Linked DNA regions of Mus musculus: all the other regions are linked to region 1. A link is a contact called in public ChIA-PET and promoter capture Hi-C data. All regions are on one chromosome and are shown on one strand. The core of a region is the stretch at or near the end of the contact, and the rest is flanking DNA. Distances in the headings are between cores, read along the strand shown. Region 1 holds the start of Tmem141 (transmembrane protein 141). Region 2 holds the start of Sec16a (SEC16 homolog A, endoplasmic reticulum export factor). Region 3 holds the start of Gpsm1 (G-protein signalling modulator 1 (AGS3-like, C. elegans)).

Region 1 (2,569 bases), core at 28-2,527:
AAAAAATCTGAGCCCAGAAACACGCATGGGCAGGCCTGAGGTCACCATCTTGGTATCAGATTCAGGGTCACAGCCCTGGACACTTTTTTTCCTGAGTTGTCTGTGTAGCTGCTGTGTCCTGCCCCACACCTTACAAGGCCCTTCCCTCTGTCTCAGGGTCACCATAATTTTTGGATATTCCTTCTGGGAATGCACTGCTCAATCTTTGTTATGCTTGCTTCTAGCCCCAGCCTCTCCGGGGGGAAGTAGGACTGGCTAGATCGAAAGGCTTCAGTCCGTCTTTTGAGTCTTGTGGGCTTGCCTTCCTGAAACTGCTAGCTGTCCCTCTGGGCCCCTCTCACCTGTGCTTATGTCTTTGGGGAGCTGCCCGGTCTCCAGGAAGAGCCAGAGATTGCTGCATTTCTGACACTCCATACTTGTCACTCTGTAGCTGGCCACAGATCCTGCAACTGGAGAACAGGAAGCAGGAGGGTGGGTGCACTTTTCAGAAGGGGACCTGGCACAAGCTAGTTCTGGGCAGACAGGGTGGGTAGGCTGCAGCCCAAACAGGTTGGATCGCAGTCAGGGTTTTATTGGAAACACACCAACACTGTAGAGTCACTGGTAATGGATGCATTTCAGGGCCTAGGCACCCACCGTGGAGTACTCACTGGCAGACACTAGGAAGCTCCACTGCACAGGGTATGGAAACTTCCTCTTAATGAACATCAGCAGGCCAAAAGTCGCACCAGTGCCTGCCAAGAGCCAAGCAAAGTGCTGGTCAGGGTACCTGCTGCACCTGCAGGCAGGATGACTTGGCGCCGCCTGCTGGACAGACAGGGTGGGACGAAAGGTTACATTTTTACCCCTTTAAGGAATTCTTTTGCTCCCCAAGACCTCTTACCTGTGACAAAAGTGAAAACGCCCTTCATGAAGGCGTGCGACTGGCAGGCAGCAAATTCCTCGAGTCCCTGGGATTAGGGGGCGGGGAAGGTGTTCGTGGCTCAGTTCTCTTTCCTCGCCTCCTGCTTCTCCTTTAGCCACGACCTGGCCTTGGCGAGGGAGAATGGATATATTCCACCCTCCCCTAAACCCATTTAGCGTGCCCTATCCCTAAGTCAGGAGGGTTCCCCCACTCCTCCACTCCCTGACAGGGCTTCCCCTGCCTCTACTTTGCCTCAGGTCAGCATCGTAGGGTCAGCTCTCTGGCCCCCAGGCTAGCCTTCTCACCGGGTGCCTGGCGGCCACGGCGTCATCCACACGGGACAAGCCCAGATTCACCATGGTTGGTCAGGTTCTGCCAGGGAGGACTTGGGGGGCGGGGCGGGGCTCAAGACTCGGGCCTGCGCAGAACGCAGAACGTAGCAGAGACAGTCAAGCTCTGTCCGGCTTAGGGGGCGGGACCTATAACCGCGAGCTTCTGATGGGCGTGACAGAGCAGTTGAAATTGGGGGTTTTGTGACCTCGAACCAGGCCTAACTTTCCTCACCCCTCATTTTCATACTCATAGAGCACATTGATTGTTTTTGTTTTTGTTTTAGATTTATTATATGTAAGTACACTGTAGCTGTCTTCAGGGAGTCACATCTCATTACAGATGGTTGTGAGCCACCATGTGGTTTCTGGGATTTGAACTCAGGACCTTAGGAAGAGCAGTCCGAGCTCTTAGCCACCGAGCCATCTCTCCAGCCCCCACATTGATTGTTCTTACTACATGAGATGGGACTTTAAGACTACAGTTAAGGGTTCTCTCTCTGAAAGGCACAACAGAATTCCAGAAGTTCACTCGAACCCTTTTTTGGTGTCAGGGCATGGGGTCCTATGGAAAAGTTCACAGAGTTCCTCGCCCTCTTCCTCCACTCCCCGCTTCTTTCTCTTCTTCCCCCTCCCCTCTTTTCTTTAAGAAAAGGGTTCTCTGCTTAGCCCTGGCTGTCCAACTTGCTCTGTAGGGCAGTCTGGCTTCCAACTCAGAGATTTGCCTTTTTTTGCTTCCCAAGTACTGGGCCTAAAGGCATGTGCCACCATACCCAGATACACATTTCGTTTCCTTCCTTCCTTCCTTTCCTCCCTTCCCTTCCCTTCCCTTCCCTTCCCTTCCCTTCCCTTCCCTTCCCTTCCCTTCCCTTCCCTTCCCTTCCTTTCCCTTCCTTCCTCCTTTCCTTTCCTTTCCTTTCCTTTCCTTTCCTTTCCTTTCCTTTCCTTTCCTTTCCTTCCTTCCTTTTCCTTCCTTCCTTCCTTCCTTCCTTCCTTCCTTCCTTCCTTTCCTTCCTTCCCTTCCCTTCCTTCCTTCCTTCCTTCCTTCCTTCCTTCTTCTTTTCCTTCTTTCAAGATGATAATTGGGTGCTTAGAGAGATGGCTTGGCAGTTAAGAGTGCTCTCTCTATTTCCAGGGCTCTCATGCAGCTCATAACCGTTTGTAGCTTCAGTCCCAGAGATCCACTCTCCTTGTTTGGCTTCCACAGGTAGTAGGTACATGTGCTACACAGACATATATGCAGGCAACACACACACACACAGGAAATGAAAAGTTTTTTTTAAAAGGTTGATTATTGCTTATTAATTAAATAATATTTCAAATAAAATCTAGAGCA
Region 2 (2,569 bases), core at 39-2,538, 820 kb after region 1:
GACTGAGGTATTTTAAACATCCCCTGATCCTTTCACTGCCAGCCTTAACAGCTGTAAACTGTAGAACACAGGGGAACCCAAGAACATTAGTGAGCTCCACTCGCCAACAATCTCCCCCATGGTGACTGTCTGTGATACTCTTATCAGACAGACAAGATAAACACCTCCCTTCTAAGTCAAAATCTGAGCCGGAACCCTTTAAATGTTGAAGAAGGCATTTGCAGAAGAGAAAAAGCTATACACTATGTGAGGAAGACACACAGGAAACATGGACATTCATGTTTGCTTATAAAAGCAAGACGGGATACCAAAATCTGCAAGACATGAGCACTGAAACCCTAGGAAGGGAACGTGGACAACGTGTAAGGAAGCTGCACTGTGCTGCACCTTGCAAAAGGACCTGAAGGAACAGTAATCTGTGAGTCTGCTGTTTCTTACTGCCAAACTCAGAATGGAAAACGCCTCTAGTCAACACTTTTGAAAGGAAATCTTTCCTTCAGTGCGCGACCATCCTACATGCCATTTAAAAACCTGTGTAAGCACAACAGCCAGAGTTATCTACAGGACGCTCCACAGCCAAGCCGACATTTTTCTACACCTTGGTAAAAAACAAATCACGACCTCCCTTGCGACATCCTGCTCCGCCGGCCAAGAGATTACAAATAAACGCTGCTACTCCCTGTTTCAAATGAAAATGTGTCCCATGATCATCAACTTCTGAGGAAGTCTTCGAGCCAACGAGAATCAAATATCTTCAGAACCCAGCAAAAGTCAAGCTTGGCAATTTCCTGCACTTTCTTCGTTTTAAATGAGTTGCGGGCTTCCTCGGAGGTGTCACAGTCTGGCCATGTTAACACACCTTCCCCAGCGGCCAACCAGTTCCCGAAGCCCTGACCAGGTATCTGTCTCCCGTCAGGTCTGGGAAACCACGAGCCCCTTAGACAACCCACCAAGGCGACACGGCCCGTAACCTGTCCGGTGTCTCAGCACCAGGCGGCCCGGTACTGTCGTTCTCCCCAGGCCTGACTGTGTCTCTTTAAATGCGCTCGCCACTCCGGGCTAGGCCCGATGCTCACTGAGCCTGCTTGGCCTCCGCAGCCTCGCCCACCCTCGGGCCTCCACCGTGCTCCATACACTCAGCCCTCACCCTGTGAGCTGTGGTTGGCTTCTCAGGCGCCGCGAACTGAAACCCAGCCGGCGACGGCGGCGGCAGTAGGGGGAACTAGCGCGTTCCCAGCAGCAGCCGCAGCCATCTTGGCACATCCGGCTCCAGGTGCCGCCGCCGACGTGTCCGAAGGAGACGTCAGCGCGCCCCGCCCCTTAATTGCCCCTCCTCTTGCTTCTTCCAGTCTTTCGCTGCTTCACCCATTGCCCCGCCCCCCCTGCCCGGCCCTCTTGGCCGCGCTCCGTACACGTCTTCGGCGCGTCAATCATACCACGCCCCCTTGGGCTCCGCCCCCTCTCCCGTCCAGTTTTGCACTGCTTCATCCTTTTGTTCCGCCCCCCAGGAGCTGCCCCGCCCATTCCCCTTAAGAGCCTTTCGTAGTGTCCCTTTTGACTCCGCCTTTCGTTCGTCTCCAGTCTTTTGCCGCCTCATCTCTTCGTCCCACCCATAGGCCCGCCCCTCTTGCGTCAGTCACTTACAGCTCCACCCCCGTGGCCCCGCCCTCACCCACTTGCGGAGCCAGGAGCGCGGGCCCCGCCTCTTCACGTCGCCCTGGTTACGCTGGTTCTGTCCTACAGTCTTCCTGTTCTAGGATTTGACTGGACAGGATTCTTCAATCCAGATCCCCGGGGAGAATCAGTCTTGAAAAACCAAAGCCAGAAGTTCCGCTGAGTCCAGAGCCCCAGCGGGCCCTCTCGCTTGCCCCCTCCCCATTTTTCCGTTGGGTTCTCTTGGTTGCCGGCGGGGGCGACTACGCGTGCGCCACCCTGCTCGAGTAGCTAGGCGGTCGACTTCTGCGGGCTGGACAGGCGCGTGCGCGGAGCTGTACCCGTTGCTTGGCTACGGCTCTTTGCTGGAGCCTGCCCGGCGCAGTTCGCGTGATTAAGCAAATGCCTTTCCTGGTGCTAGTAGGAACTCTCACCACCACCACCCCCATTCCCCTCCAACCTTTGCTAGAGGAGAGAAGCCAGAGCCTGGAGGCCAAGTCCTTCAAACTCCATTGCGACTCCTCCCGGCAGGGCGCGGCCTAAAGCCCACGGCGGAACGCTGGACTTAGACCAGGGATGTCAGCAGGTCTGTCTGTCGGAGCAGAGGCTCTCCGGAAAAGGTGGGTGCTGTCATCGGGGAAGTGACCAGGCCTGGCTCCCTCACCTGTACTCCAGAGAGCGTGAGAAGGCGGTGCCCCTGCGAAGCCGCCTGGTCAGTGGCGAACCCAGAGGCAGGGAAGGAGGGAGTGTGGTGGAGCTGGCCAGCGCTCAGACACGCAAGCATAGCCGGGAGAACTGAGGGCCAGCTTCATGTCCTCTGACGTGGCACTGTGGGTCACTCTGTAAAGCTAACATTTATCTTTAGAGAGCCAGGTTTCCAAACTCTTTCTGAACACATGGTAGACTCAACTTTAAG
Region 3 (2,569 bases), core at 22-2,521, 690 kb after region 1:
TAGCAGCCTCCATGTGTATGTTGTATCCTTTGAAGGCAACCAGGAAGCGCCTGCATTCCAGAGCCAGGGTCTGCTAGGGACCAGGCCCGAGACTTCAGCAAACGTGGGTGGTGCCTGGCCAGCCATAACACACACTCTGCCTTAGCCAAGAGAGAGCAAGCCCTGGCTCCTGTGGTCTTAGGGGGAGGTGTGGGGACAGCAGCAAGCTTGCGCCTCGCCCCAGGCACAGATGGTTCTCATTGCTCGCTCCTGCTCCTTCCTAGGAAAACAAACTAGCTCAGGGCCAACAGCCCAGTTTTATCTTGTGTTTGTTTTTGTTGCCATTTTTCTCCGCCTGAAGCCACTGTACTGTGGGCTGCGTCTGCAGGGTCTGTCTGGGGTGACCTTGGCATGGTGTCCCTCTTCAGACCAGGGTCCAGGGGTGCAGAAAAACTGCCAAGGACACTGCCATAGTCTGCACCCTGACATGTTCCTGTTCCACTGAGGGTCACAGCTACGTTTTCAAGAAGATTTAGAGTGGCCTGGAGAGAAGAGCAGAGACCTGGGTGAGTCCCAATGGAACTGGCTGTCCAGATGGTGCCCTGTGGCTGGCTGGGGGTTGGCTGAGGTGAAGGCTCCAAGGCTACTCAAGTTGGATGAAGAAAGATCACTCCGAGGTTCAGATCCTCAGGGTCCTGGGAGAACTCAGAGGAGGGTAGGCAGATGAATGAGCAACGGCCAGCCTCCCACGTGGGCTCCTGGTGTTCTTCCAGTATGTTTTCCAAACGCTTGCATTTCACAGATGAAATTCAACATGAAATCTGGTGGTGAAAGCCCTAGGAAGGTAGAGACTTGCCTAGGGCTGGACAGCATCCTCCCACCCTGACTCCATCTAGGAAGACCTGTTTTCTCCTTAGCCCCAGGAGCATCTGCATGGCCTGTACCCCACAAGAGGTGACAGGAAAGGAACAGGATGTGTGTGTGACAGCAAACTCTCGTGTGTGTGTGTGTGTGTGTGTGTGTGTGTGTGTGTGTGTGTGTGTGTAAGAAAAAGCACTAAACTCCAGGCTTAGCAGGGCTTCCCCCCCAAAGAAAAGGAAACACAGCATTGTCCACACTAGAGCAGGACTCTCCTTGCACTGGACCTCAAAGACAGAGCCCCGCCCACCCCACGGTAGGCGGGACCGCCGCAGTGGTGGCCGGTGGGCGCCTGCCCCTCCCCACCCTCCCTCCGCCTGGCGGCGGTGACATCACAGCTCTGGCGGGAGGGGCGGCGGCACCCCAGCACATCACTTCCTCGGCGTCTCCCGCGGACGCGCGGACAGGCGGACGGACGCGCGGACAGGCGGGCAGATCGGCAGGCGGACGGCCGCAGAGCGGGGCGGTGCTCCTGCTCGGCGCGTCCCCGACTCATGGCGAGCCCGGCCCCGCCCGTGGCCGAGGAGCTCCCGGGCCCGGCCTCCAGGCGCCTCTACTCCAGGTAGTTCAAGGACCGGGATGGGAACGGGGACCTGAGCGGCAGACGCGGGCGGGAGGCTGCCGGCCCAGAACAAAGGCTGCTGCGGCGACGCGCAACGTGGCCGGGGACGCGCCTCCCTGGATCTGCGTAGGGAGCGGTGGGGGCGCGGGGCCCAGGGCCCAAAGATCAGTTTCGCGGTAGAGGGGTTGGGACTGGGTTCTGCCTGCAACCCTGTCCTGATGCCAAAAGGGCTTACGGGGCGGGCACTCCACCACCCGGCTCTGCGGGACCCTGAGTAGCATGGATGCCAGTCTTCGTTATCTGGAGTTCTCTTCTCAAGCCTGACACTGCCGTGACCCGGTGTTGGTGTAGCATGGCCACGACCCAGGCTGTCATGATGGGGCCCTGCCTTCACTAGCTATCCCCAGCCCTAGGCCAGAAGGAGCTGGGCCTGAGCCAGGCAAGTGGGTGTGTGCTTCCCTACAAAGGCATTTGCCTTCCAGGCAGGTTCACAGGTGATCGAGCGGTCTGTGCTGTGTGCCCGCCCACTGGGAATGACAGGATAGTCCTGCCCCTGGCTCCATGCCTCCCTGGTGACTCCCTTTTGATGGATGAGGGTGTTCTCCGGTGAGATGCTGATCCCAGAAGTGGACCAGAGCTGTCAGTTCACTCTGGCTTCAGGTTGAGCTGGACCGGCCTGAGTTCTGGGCAGGGGCTGTCATCAGACCTAAAGGAAGGCCCAGCATCCTTCAGTTAGCTTCTGGCCCCCACCTCGTCTAGCCCTTCCCCATATCTGGGGTCTCCCTGTTAGGGGTCAACCCTGAAGAAATCTACTCAAGTGGGGTGGTTCATCAGCTAGCCAAGCTCTGCCTAGTACCCCCAAAGAGCAAAATGAGGGCTTGGTGCCTGGCGAACAGATCCTTGCCGTCCCGTTCTAATACAGTGTTCTAATGCTGCAGCTCAGAGACAGTGTCCCCATTGTGTGGTGTTGAAGATCATGCCTGAGCCCCACACCCTCCTCCAAGTTCTAGTGCAAGGGTAAGAGGTTTGCTAGCAGCTTCTTGGAGTCCCCTGGGAGCAGAGGCTCTGTGGGGTCACATTTAACTCAGGGCCAGCCACCCCTGTGAGAAG

Evidence for each region. Promoter capture Hi-C pulls out the DNA fragments that hold promoters and counts their contacts. ChIA-PET counts read pairs in DNA pulled down with a chosen protein or histone mark.
Region 2: an RNA polymerase II ChIA-PET map of memory CD8 T cells shows a contact between it and region 1, with 6 read pairs. The contact joins the promoter of Sec16a here to the promoter of Tmem141 in region 1. A contact is called at or near these places in 2 of 39 promoter capture datasets (both in liver) and 2 of 115 datasets of contacts at active chromatin or transcription factors (memory CD8 T cells and pancreatic cancer cells).
Region 3: a promoter capture Hi-C map of embryonic stem cells shows a contact between it and region 1. The contact joins the promoter of Gpsm1 here to the promoter of Tmem141 in region 1. A contact is called at or near these places in 2 of 39 promoter capture datasets (embryonic stem cells and hematopoietic stem and progenitor cells) and 1 of 115 datasets of contacts at active chromatin or transcription factors (large pre-B cells).

What each region holds. Positions count from the first base shown.
Region 1 is chr2:25,620,725-25,623,293 of GRCm38.p6, forward strand. It overlaps Tmem141 (transmembrane protein 141), which reads right to left and starts at 1,278. Exons shown (of 5, transcript NM_001040130.3): 1 at 1,210-1,278; 2 at 884-950; 3 at 651-734; 4 at 342-449. The coding sequence starts at 1,263. The region is part of intron 5 of Fcnaos (a long non-coding RNA gene); the gene reads left to right.
Region 2 is chr2:26,443,928-26,446,496 of GRCm38.p6, forward strand. It overlaps Sec16a (SEC16 homolog A, endoplasmic reticulum export factor), which reads right to left and starts at 1,289. Exons shown (of 30, transcript NM_153125.2): 1 at 1,148-1,289. It overlaps 0610009E02Rik (RIKEN cDNA 0610009E02 gene), which reads left to right and starts at 1,997. Exons shown (of 3, transcript NR_152209.1): 1 at 1,997-2,273.
Region 3 is chr2:26,314,262-26,316,830 of GRCm38.p6, forward strand. It overlaps Gpsm1 (G-protein signalling modulator 1 (AGS3-like, C. elegans)), which reads left to right and starts at 1,272. Exons shown (of 14, transcript NM_153410.5): 1 at 1,272-1,459. The coding sequence starts at 1,392. Gm52505 (a long non-coding RNA gene) reads right to left here. Exons shown (of 2, transcript XR_003953775.1): 2 at 1,088-2,165.